2 separate regions of the Pelodiscus sinensis genome follow, and region 1 is linked to region 2. Evidence: chromatin contacts called from public Hi-C data. All regions are on one chromosome and are shown on one strand. The core of a region is the stretch at or near the end of the contact, and the rest is flanking DNA. Distances in the headings are between cores, read along the strand shown.

Evidence for each region. A called contact is a pair of places that touch in the nucleus more often than the background predicts.
Region 1: a contact with region 2 is called in a Hi-C map of an unstated tissue, with 5 times the contacts expected there. The contact joins the promoter of DNAJC13 here to the promoter of UBA5 in region 2. A contact is called at or near these places in 2 of 5 Hi-C or Micro-C datasets (blood and an unstated tissue).

Annotation. Positions count from the first base shown.
Region 1 is chr2:180,003,252-180,009,373 of ASM4963464v1, forward strand. DNAJC13 (DnaJ heat shock protein family (Hsp40) member C13) reads right to left here and starts at 3,637. Exons shown (of 57, transcript XM_075921899.1): 1 at 3,362-3,637.
Region 2 is chr2:179,835,999-179,842,212 of ASM4963464v1, forward strand. It overlaps UBA5 (ubiquitin like modifier activating enzyme 5), which reads right to left and starts at 3,305. Exons shown (of 13, transcript XM_025189698.2): 1 at 3,148-3,305; 2 at 2,206-2,333. It overlaps ACAD11 (acyl-CoA dehydrogenase family member 11), which reads left to right and starts at 3,428. Exons shown (of 20, transcript XM_006133149.4): 1 at 3,428-3,602. The coding sequence starts at 3,466.

The sequences.
Region 1 (6,122 bases), core at 2,387-4,886, 170 kb after region 2:
AGCAGTTCCATTTAATTCAATGGAAGAGTTCTCAAGCAAGGATGCATAAGAGTTTTGCAGGGCCTGAGGCAGCCTCCCCGCTTGCCCTGCCCTCTATCCACCACTGTTCTCAAGCATAAGTTACTCATCTAATTCAATGTTTCCAGAACTGGAGACTAAATTTGAACCACCAGTAAAGCTATTTGATGGTGCTCTTCCCGACAAGCATACAAATAGATAAGACAGTGTGAGGAAAGGGCAACATACAAGCAGAGGCAACCGTGACTGTTTGCAGGTATTATCACTTGTGCCACAATTTCTCATGTAATACTGGGGTAAGATTAATAAAGTGTATTATAAAGTATGGGTGGGAGATAAGGGAAGATAGGCGGGAATTACTTAAAAGGAGTAATGAAAGAATGGAGGCAAGACTGAGCAGAGGATGGAAAAAAGAGAATGGAGACCGTCTGGAAAGAGGCTAAAGTGAAGAGACTGAAGGAGGGAATAGGAACAGGCTTTCTAAAAGGGTTTGTATACTAACCCTTGACTCAGTTTTAAATTAGGAGACTCAGAGTATCGACAGACTACAAGTTCATTCCAGGTAAACTGATGATTGTCTCTATTCTCTATCCTGCAAGAGTTATTAAAGATCTTAATCCAAATGAACAATTTATGGCACCTTTCAAAGATACGACTTAAAGCTTTCTCTAAGTCAAACAAAAAGTGTGTGGGGGGGCAGTTTGAACTGAGCATTTTGCTTTCTCATGTTGTTGGCTCCCTGTATACAATTATAAGACAAGACTTTGAAAAGTAGCAATTTCCCTTTCATCATGGAGTCTCTTAAGAAATACAAGAAAATGTCAGCTGTTTTCTCTAAAAGCAAGCTTCATTTCAGGCAAGTCTCTTGTTAAGTATCATCCTACCTACCACTCCCCTTTGTGCAACACACCTCATCTCACACTACTGTACTGAATTATTTACTTTTAATAAGTAAAAAACCCTATACTCCCACTGCACAGCTCAGAAAACCTTTACTACTTTATGTTTTTAAACAGAAGCCTATTTCATTCATGAGCTGATATTTACCAAGAAATAAGCCATCTATTTGGAAATCCCATATTACTTGTCTCTTCCTGCTACTGTGGATTTTAAGTTACTACTGCAGCCCAAAGTTCTGTGACAAAAAAATTAATGGAACACAATCATAATATTTTGGGGTATAATTGATGTGGAAAAAGGAAAACTAGATACAAAATGGAGAGACAAACATCATTTAAAATAGTTGTATATAGATTTTCTGAATAATTAATATTACCAATTTAGTTGCCTGTATCAGGATGGACTTCAGTGTAGATTTTTTTTAAATTTAAAGGTACAGAGTTGAGAATTTGTTATCAATTTAAGTTGTAGTGATATGTTCCAAAGTTTGCTGAAATGATGTTTCAGATTTTTAAACTAACATATGCAGGCCACATAAACTAAGCCTTTGAACAATTTCACAGTAACATATATAACACATTTGGATTTATAGATAATATTAAGATTTATAGATGAAGTTATTAAAGATCTGAAGGGTTTTTAAGTGATACTCATCAGAATCACTTATGTAAAATCAAAGTCTGACCATTAAGAACCATTCCCGAAACACCAAGAGTTTGAACATTCTGAAGATGATACCTGATGATTCCGTTCCCGGGACACTTAAATATAACGTACACAATGTGACATCCTAGCTCATTCAAAGGAACCAGTTGAACACACACAGGATTTATTGGTTTTTACAACTGAGTTATTTTATGGAGACTTTAAGGAAGACAAAAGCAGCAGCAAAAAGAAGAAAGAAAATTTGGAAAAGTGTTCATAGGTTACACAGGAACAGTGTTAACTTGAATGAATCTTTAAGCATTAGCTTTCCATTTGCAGGAAGTTGCTGAACATATTTTTAACCAAAGAAGTTTCACCTTTAATTCTAATGGTATTATTGATTTTGTGGTTTAACTTTTAGCCCCCTACAGCAATCACAGACTGGATTAAGATTCAAGTTAGTGGGCTAAAACTCACAACAATTTAGCATTTAAATAGTCTACAATTTTTAGAATAGCAGCAATTTGTCTGTGCCCAATAAATGAAGCAGAGGTTAAATAGCAAGAGCAGGGGCTCCTCACATTTCCTCAACTTGAAATTCATATAGCTGAAACCAGAATCACTCAGGTTCTCACCCCTTGCACTTCATATTGAATATACATATCAGAGCCAGCAGTGACGGAAACAAGTCATTCATCCCCAAAACTTAAATCTTTCCTAAAAATAAACTGAAGCATGGGCTCAAAATTTACAAGGCTGAAGAAGGGAAACAGGAAAAGAGACTTCCTGAGAATCATTAACACCAAGAATTCAGACTAAATAATGGTAAGAGGATAAACATTTACTCAATTTTAATCTTGTCAGCCTTGCTGGCAAAAGTCTAACCCCATTCCATCATATAATTCATGTTGGAAAAGTTGAACCAACTTCAGTCCCATTTGGAAGCAAATAACCCAGACTGAAGCAGGAAGGTATCCAAACTCATGAGGATTGCAGGGAAAGTGCACATTTTCAGGCAGACCTAACCAAAAGGCATGCCTCTAGTTTGTGCTCTTCAGACCTGCTGCAGATACCTGATGTCCAACTTCCCGTTGAGGACAGAGGACCCTCCTCAACAATAAGTGACCCATCCTCAAATTATTTCTGAAGTGCACCATTCTGCCCAAAGATTTTTATCATGCAATGGTGGGAAAGGAAAAGTGATGAAGGATAAAAACTAACATTAAGAGTTATTAGCCACCGGTGAAAGAAGAAAATTCAAGTTTTCAAGCATCCACTAACACCTCCCCTGGGGACGATAATTATCAGCAGCAGCAAAGGGAGTAGCAAGTTTTACAGTAAATGTTACCTTACCTCCCGATGTACAGGGGAAAAAAAAACCACTCAAAGAGTTTTTTGCAACAGGTGTGTCAGGCTCTTTCCGAAGGGGTGGGGGAGAGGATTTCGCCAGGTGTCTAACAGCCTCCCCACTACGAGTTCTCCTCCAGGTGGGGCAGGAAAAGGTGTATATGAGCCTCCTCCATGCTACCCCCTCCCAATGGGGCAAGAGGGGAAAGGTGCTTGGAGAGGGGCGGGCTGTGGCAGCCTCCCCTGCACCCCCGCCTCGGAGCCAGTGGAGAGATGCGGGGAATAGCAGGGGTGGATGCCCGGCGTGCAGGAGTCGGTGCCCGGGTTTGGGGGAGGGGGCGTCACAGCCACCCCGGCGGTTACCGAGCTGCCGGCAGCGCACGGGGCTGTCACTCACACACGCCCCGAGCGGGCCGGACACGGCGGGATCCCGCCGCCCCGCGGGGTTTACCTGGCCGGTGAGCTGCGCTGCCCGGTCCCCGCCAGCCCCTGCTACCGCCTGGCCGCAGCCGGCGCTGGAGCTCACAGCAGCGAACAGACCCGCACGCTGCCGCCGGCGCTTCACCTGCCCTGCCTGCAGCGCCCCGCCTCTCTGAGCCCCTCAGAGCCTGGCGCTGGACGCCGCCATTTTCACTCCGGCAGCGAAACGCCCTCCGTGCGCAAGCCCCGTCGGGTCCCACACTGTCACGGGACCGGTCAGCTGACTCGCCCCGTCCCCTTGCCCGTCGAGAGACCGCCCCGCCCTTAGACCAGCCTCTGTGCGCATGCGCACGCCGGAGAGCCGCTGTCAGCCCGCGGGGCAGAGATAGGTTGGGGGCGGGTTCTGAGAGTAGGCGGGGCGCAGGGCTGGGGGAGGGTCAGTGTGTGGGCGGGGCTCGGGGCAGGGCTGGGGAAGGGTCAGTGTGTGGGCGGGGCTCAGAGGGCAGGGCTGGGGAGGGTCAGTGTGTGGGCGGGGCTCAGAGGGCGGGGCTGGGGGAGGGTCAGTGTGTGGGCGGGGCTCAGAGGGCGGGGCCGGGGGAGGGTCAGTGTGTGGGCGGGGCTCAGAGGGCAGGGCTGGGGAGGGTCAGTGTGTGGGCGGGGCTCAGAGGGCGGGGCTGGGGGAGGGTCAGTGTGTGGGCGGGGCTCAGAGGGCGGGGCTGGGGGAGCGTCAGTGTGTGGGCGGGGCTCAGAGGGCGGGGCTGGGGAGGGTCAGTGTGTGGGCGGGGCTCAGAGGGCGGGGCTGGGGGAGCGTCAGTGTGTGGGCGGGGCTCGGGGCAGGGCTGGGGAAGGGTCAGTGTGTGGGCGGGGCTCGGGGCAGGGCTGGGGAAGGGTCAGTGTGTGGGCGGGGCTCAGAGGGCAGGGCTGGGGGAGCGTCAGTGTGTGGGCGGGGCTCAGGGGGCCGGGCTGGGGAGGGTCAGTGTGTGGGCGGGGCTCAGGGGGCCGGGCTGGGGGAGGGTCAGTGTGTGGGCGGGGCTCAGGGGGCCGGGCTGGGGGAGGGTCAGTGTGTGGGCGGGGCTCAGGGGGCCGGGCTGGGGAGGGTCAGTGTGTGGGCGGGGCTCAGAGGGCAGGGCTGGGGGAGCGTCAGTGTGTGGGCGGGGCTCAGAGGGCGGGGCTGGGGGAGGGTCAGTGTGTGGGCGGGGCTCAGAGGGCGGGGCTGGGGGAGCGTCAGTGTGTGGGCGGGGCTCAGAGGGCAGGGCTGGGGAGGGTCAGTGTGTGGGCGGGGCTCAGAGGGCGGGGCTGGGGGAGGGTCAGTGTGTGGGCGGGGCTCAGAGGGCGGGGCCGGGGGAGGGTCAGTGTGTGGGCGGGGCTCAGAGGGCAGGGCTGGGGAGGGTCAGTGTGTGGGCGGGGCTCAGAGGGCGGGGCTGGGGGAGGGTCAGTGTGTGGGCGGGGCTCAGAGGGCGGGGCTGGGGGAGCGTCAGTGTGTGGGCGGGGCTCAGAGGGCGGGGCTGGGGAGGGTCAGTGTGTGGGCGGGGCTCAGAGGGCGGGGCTGGGGGAGCGTCAGTGTGTGGGCGGGGCTCGGGGCAGGGCTGGGGAAGGGTCAGTGTGTGGGCGGGGCTCAGAGGGCAGGGCTGGGGGAGCGTCAGTGTGTGGGCGGGGCTCAGGGGGCCGGGCTGGGGAGGGTCAGTGTGTGGGCGGGGCTCAGGGGGCCGGGCTGGGGGAGGGTCAGTGTGTGGGCGGGGCTCAGGGGGCCGGGCTGGGGGAGGGTCAGTGTGTGGGCGGGGCTCAGGGGGCCGGGCTGGGGAGGGTCAGTGTGTGGGCGGGGCTCAGAGGGCAGGGCTGGGGGAGCGTCAGTGTGTGGGCGGGGCTCAGAGGGCCGGGCTGGGGAGGGTCAGTGTGTGGGCGGGGCTCGGGGCAGGGCTGGGGAAGGGTCAGTGTGTGGGCGGGGCTCGGGGCAGGGCTGGGGGAGGGTCAAAGTGTGTGGGCGGGGCTCAGAGGGCAGGGCTGGGGGAGCGTCAGTGTGTGGGCGGGGCTCGGGGCAGGGCTGGGGAAGGGTCAGTGTGTGGGCGGGGCTCGGGGCAGGGCTGGGGAGGGTCAGTGTGTGGGCGGGGCTCAGAGGGCGGGGCTGGGGGAGCGTCAGTGTGTGGGCGGGGCTCAGGGGGCCGGGCTGGGGAGGGTCAGTGTGTGGGCGGGGCTCGGGGCAGGGCTGGGGAAGGGTCAGTGTGTGGGCGGGGCTCGGGGCAGGGCTGGGGAGGGTCAGTTTTTGGGCGGGGCTCGGGGCAGGGCTGGGGAAGGGTCAGTGTGTGGGCGGGGCTCGGGGCAGGGCTGGGGGAGGGTCAGTGTGTGGGCGGGGCTCAGAGGGCAGGGCTGGGGAGGGTCAGTGTGTGGGCGGGGCTCAGAGGGCGGGGCTGGGGGAGGGTCAGTGTGAGGGCGGGGCTCACAGGGCTGGGGTAGAGGCCTAGGGAGGGTCAGGTGCCCTGGGGGCAAACGCAAAATTTGTGCATCCACCCCCATCATCTGTTACTACCTGTGGGACTTTACACATTCCAGTCTGCGCTGGGAGGGGAACGTGAAAAGGGTTTGGTTTGGTCCCTCCATGCTGCTCCCATCTGGCTAAAGTGCAGAATTTGCCATGTGGGAAGCAGGAGTTAGCAGCCCACAAGGCGAGCAGGGCCCGGCCGTTTGGGATGACAATCAACCACACCCATATGGGCAGCTGAGGCTAGAGAATTATTTGAGCTCCTTGTGGTGCGGCACGCTGTGTGCATCAGGTGTGTCCGCACCAAGCCTGGCAG
Region 2 (6,214 bases), core at 2,055-4,554:
ATAAGGAACGCAGCAAACTGTACTTTCTCCTCACTCCTTGACAAAGGAGAACATCCAGCAATGTTGAGCTCTCCACTCCCTGACCTCCTTACAGTGCTCCTGGGAGTGGGAGGCTCGGGGCTAGGAAGGTTCTCAGGAGCGGTGTCCCTAGCAAGCCCCTTTCATCTGACTGGTCACTTCTGTATGGTTTTATGAGAAGCAATCCCCATTCTAGGCACATCCCATTTTCCTGGCACAATTAAACCCTTCCCTTGCTTTAAGTTATGATAAGAGGAAGCTGTATACTTGGTAATTTGGTGGTCCTAGCTCTTACATTTAAGAGAAGTTCTTGAACAAACAGACAGAGAGACACTCTGAAATATATAGATAACTTTTTGCCCTGGGATTAAGTTATAGGATAATTCTTGGAAGTGCTGAAATTCACAAGTTAATAGGCACTGCAGATCGTCAACACCTCTGAAAATCAAGCCCTAAATGACCCAATGTGTAAATCAGGAAAAATAAAACCCAAGCACCCCAACTCCAATTACTTCCCAAATACTGACTCTTACTTCATTCTGAGTAACTTTGCCCTAAGCAACTCACAGTAAAATACTTCATTCTCAAAGACAGAAAACACAAAACAGTTTTATAATTCACCACCAAGAGACAGGTATGGGTGGCACAACACACCACTTCTCAGTGAATGAAACGGGGAAGAGGTCTTGTTTTGCTTAATAAATCGCCTCTCCTATATATGTATAAGGGTCAGACCTTCCCCTTCTCACATACTATGGGAAGCCCTGCCCTCCCCTCTCTCCACATACTAGGGATGTTAGGAAGCGAGTAAATAACTAATCATGTAGTAGACAGAATTTCTATAAACCACACGATTAGTCGATAAGGGAGGAATCCTCTGGGACCTACCCCCGCTGTGGCTCTTCAGTTTAAATGCAGTAGTAGCCAGGCTGCCTGCTCGCCCAGCTCTTACTACATTTAAACTGCAGAGCCGCAGCAGGGGAGAAGGGTAGCTCCTGGACCCAGCACAAGACGGAACTGAGCAAGCCCAGCCGTCCCAGGTGAACAAGGGCTGCTCCACGGGATATGGTGCAGCCTCTGCCCGCAGCAAGCCTAGGCCTGCCACAGGCAGAGGCTGCTTCACGGCAGATTCCCATGCCTACCCCTTTGGAGATGGTGCTAACCCAGCACTGGCTCTTCCTGATACAGAGGCGGAGAGGGAGGGAGAGTGTGCTAGTAGGCTTCTCACCCACATCCCTACCACACATGTCCCATAAATCTAGGGTTGCCAGGTGTCTGGTATTTGAGCTTTCTGTTCGGAAAACAAATTGAGAAACTATCAATGTCCGGTATTTTCTAACTCAGATGTCATGTAGACTGTGATGCAATGTCAAGTGTGTCCGGTATTTTTGTTGAAACCACCTGGCAACCCTCACCCTTGTGCAACACCCCCCATACGGCAGCCCTCTCCAGTCTCAGTAAGGCAGGTGCTCGCTCCCGTCTCCTTCACAACCCCCCCCCCCCCCCCCCCCCGGGCCAGTCCAACCCCCTCGGGGCAGCGCCAGCCTTGGCCCCACTGGCCCCATAGGGCAGCTTCGCCCCTTTCGCCCCGCAGGGCGGAGCCCCCGCGCCGCCGTCACCTGTAGGGGTTGGAGTCGGTCACCTCCGGGCTCATGCTCTCGATACGGGCCCGCCCCGCGCCGCCGCCGCCGCGCTCCCGGGCCAGCGCCTCCTCCAGCTCCCGCACGCGGCGCTGCAGCTTCGCCACCAGACCGGCCGAATCCATGGCAGCGGCTCGCGCCCGGCCCGGCAGCGCAACGACACGTCTCCGCGCGGGCGGCTTCCGGCCGGGAGCCACAGGCAGCGTCCTCCCCGCTGCAACCCAGCCCGCCAGCAGAGTTCCGGGCACGACGCGAGGCCGAACGGCAGGGGGCGCTGGGGAGGGCAAGTCGGCTGCCATCGGCGGTGTGCCCGAAGTATTAACATACAGTCACGATCATTAACCCATAGAAAATAAATGCTAGTGAGGCCCGAGCCCGAAATGTAGCACCTGCATTAATATCTATAATAACAATGTGTGGCAACACTGCCTTAGAGCAGGAGACATACACAAAGCAATATGTAGAATGACAGAAACCACAGACACGGTATTATAGGCACTATATACACTGCCCTGCACAGGAGGCACAAACAGTACATTTTACTTACCCCCTCATCGGCCATACACAGTTGTTATAAACACTTCCCCGCCCTCTGTGGCATGCTTTTGATTCTGCATTACCAACCGTAGGCATTGAAAACGTCTTTAGTCGTGCCCCTACATATCAGGAATTTAGCTGAAAAATAATACAATAGATGTTATTAAATAATACCTGTTGGGTGCTTTATATTTGTCTTCTGATGTTTGAGACACATTTTCAGCGCTTTCAGGCAATCATTACGGCTAGAAACTTCCATTTTTTTAAGTGAAGGCTGCAATTTCTTCACCATTTGACTGACTCTGGAAGTTAGAAGTAAAAGGAGGAAAAAACTCGAATATAAAAAGATTTATTATAAAATCGGGAGAATTGGAAAGAATGATATCACATGGTTATATTTTAAAACATCGGTCAGCAGGCTTGTAAGCTGATGTTTCAACGTGGTATCTGTTCAGCGTTGTGATAGATTTGTAGGTGAAACATCACACTCCGATTGCTGCGATACAGCTGTGAGTTACAAGTTACCTAGTGATAGAAATGTAGCCGTGTTAGTCTGGGGTAGCTGAAGCAAAATGCAGGACAATGTAGCACTCTAAAGACTAACAAGATGGTTTATTAGATGATGAGCTTTCGTGGGCCAGACCCAGGATCTGAGGAAGTGGGTCTGGCCCACGAAAGCTCATCATCTAATAAACCATCTTGTTAGTCTTTAAAGTGCTACATTGTCCTGCATTTTGCTTAAGTTACCTAGTGGTTGTCTGAGATACATGGGAACCCGGTTGTCATTCACATGTGCCACACTATGATTGCTTACTAGTGAAATGCTCTGGCTAGAATCTTCCACACCTGAATTAAAACAAATGTAAAACCCCTCACAATTTCACATTTTATACCAAATCTTCACACACACGCATCCCCCACCAGCTCTGTAGCTGGAAATGGGAAAACTTACTTTAGCTACGACACACACATAGGTGCCAGCACCTGTGACTAGTTGTCTGTCAGACGCACAAGTTGGCAATGATCGCTGGGACTGGGGGAGAAGCTAAGTTTGCTCTCACTGCATCTAAACCAACAGCCTGCCTGACCCCTTCGCCCCGCATCCCTTCACTTCAGGCAACTCAAGCCTTTCCCACGGGAGGAGGAGCCTCCAGGCCAGGGGACTGTTTGCGCCAATAGCGTACGCCGGGAGGGGGGGCGTTGCCTGGCGTAGGTCGGGGGGAGGAGGTGCGGTTACGCTGCTAGCGTACTTGGGCTGGCTGGGTGGACGATGGCAGCTGAGCCTGGCACCACGGCGGTGAGGGCGCAGCACAGGTTTGACCAGGCGGCCCTGGAGCAATACCTGTCCCGCCATTTGCCCGGCTTTCCTCTGCAGCCCCCTGAAGCGCTGACAGCCAGGCAGTACAGGTAACCCTGCGGGGGCCCCCAAGCGCGCCCGGGCTGTGGCTGCCTCTTCCCATTGCCCTCCCAGGACAAAACGCTCCCGTCACACCTGCATCAGCCAGCCAGGACGCCAAGCGGCGGGTGCTGCCTTGTTTCACCCACGACAGTGTCCGAGAAAGCCCAGGGAGCATTGCTTGCCCAGCGAGGAAAATCAGCCCCAAAACTTGTGCTGGAATCGGAGCTGCGCGCTGCCTGTCCCTAGATTGTGGCTTCTTGTGGCACAAATCTCTGTGGCCAAGTCCACACTGGTACTTTACAGCGCTGTAACTTTCTGGCTCAGGGATGTGAACACCCCCTTCTCCCTCTCAGTGCATCAAGTTACAGCGCTGTAAAGTGCCATTGAAGCTCATCTGAGGTGGGTTTTGCCCAGGAAAGCTCATGATACCACAGATATATATATTTGTTAGTCTCTAAGGTGCTGCAGGACTACTCGTCTGTAACATGCCAATGTGAATCATAAGCTACTCCTCATGCAAAAGTGTTTTACATGGAATGCACTCTCCCAACGCTCCTGCCATGGCTACGTTTCCAGTATAAAGCACGTCTGTGGCTGTGTTTTAAATGGTTAAGTATGGACAAAGCCTGAATCTCAGTGGTTTTAAGTGTAAGAATGCAAGGTCCACTGCTACAACGTAAAACTCGCTGTCATTTAAGTTTGTGCTTCTCACTCCTACCCACAGCCAATAGTCCCTCAGTTTTTTTCAGTCCACGTGCACAATAAATTTTATGTGCACCTGGCATGAAAATAACTTATCATTTCTTACAGATATTATCCTCTCACAACTGCTCCCCCCTTGAAGGGAGGCCTTAGGGTGTGTGGGGTTGCTGGCAATACAATAGTACCTGCAAGAAATTTAAGTGTAGGTTGAAGAATGGGGGAGGGGAGAAGCTCAGGGCAGAGGATTCGGGTGTATGGGTGCAGAAGTTAGAGCAGAGGGCAGGGAAATGGGCTGCAGGAGTCAGGGTTGGGATGTATGAGGGACTCAGGGCAAAGGGGTATGAAGAGGGGCTCAGAACAGGAGGCTGCAGGTGGGTCAGAGCAGGGGGCTGGGAGGTGTAAAGCAGGTGAGTGTGTGGGGGGCAAAGGTGCCAGTTCAGGGGGTGAGGAGGCTGTAGCTGCCTTTACCTGGTCATTGTGTGTTTTTTCCCCCTGTTTGCTGTGGCTAGGGAGTAAGGGTAAAGTGCTCCAGAGCCTCTTCTGGATGACCCACCCAAGTGCACAGCTTACAGGGAATGCTTCCCGCAACCTCTGAGAGTAAGTCAACTTTTCTGGATATTTGCCTAATTTCACAACAGGCTATATAAAAAGAACTAGCAAAGCCAGTGCAAGCTAAAATTTCATAGACAAATGAGAAAGCAAGCAATTGTTCAGTAATAGTGTGCTATGATGTTTCTTTATTTGTATATCAGGTTTTATAAGTGAGGTGAAACTTGAGGTACACAAGACAAATTGGACTCAGCAGTTTGGGAAGGTTGAGAACCACTGGTTTAGGTAGCTCTAAGAAAGACTTTGGGAGTTGTGAATGTTGTTTGTAATAGGGTCATCCTTCAAAATATGGATCAATCCTAGAAATACTGGAAATGGTAATTGCCTGTGAGGTAGGCAAAGCTCCTCATAGACTCATAGACTTTAAGGTCAGAAGGGACCATTATGATCATCTAGTCTGACCCCCTGCACAGTGCAGGCCACAGAATCTCGCCCACCCCTCTTAGAATAATCCTCTCACCTATGTCTCAGATATTGAAGCCTTCCAATACTTTGAAGGCCCCAACATGCAGAGAGTCCTTCAGCTGTGATCTGTGCCCAATGCTACAGAGGAAGGCAAAAAACCTCCAGGGCCTCTGCCAATCTACCCTGGAGTAAAATTCCTTCCTGACCCCAAATATGGCGATCAGCTAAACCCTGAGCATGTGGGCAAGACTCACCAGCCAGACACCCAGAAAGTTCCCTATAATGAATGGTCAATTAGTTACCAAGATCATGTTATTTCATCCAACCATCCCCTTATCATAGAATCATAGAACTGGAAGAGACCTCAGAAGGTCGTCAAGTCCAGCCCTCCGCTCTAGGCAGGACCAATCCCATCTAAATCAACCCGGCCAGGGCTTTGTCAAGCCGAGACTTAAACACCTCTAGGGATGGAGACTCCACTACTTCCCTAGGTAACCCATTCCAATGCTTCACTACCCTCCTAGTAAAATAGTTTTTCCTAATATCCAATCTGGACCTCTCCCACCACAACTTGAGACCATTGCTCCTTGTTCTGCCATCTGTCACTACTGAGAACAGCCTCTCTCCATCCTCTTTGGAACCTCCCTTCAGGAAGTTGAAGGCTGCTATCAAGTCCCCCCTCACTCTTCGCTTCTGCAGACTAAACAGACCCAAGTCCCTCAGCCTCTCCTCGTAGGTCATATGCTCCAGACCCCTAATCATTTTGGTTGCCCTCCGCTGGACCCTCTCCAATGCGTCCGCATCCTTTTTGTAGTGGGGGGCCCAGAACTGGACACACTACTCCAGATGTGGCCTCACCAAAGCCGAATAAAGGGGAATAATGACATCTCTGGATCTGCTGGCA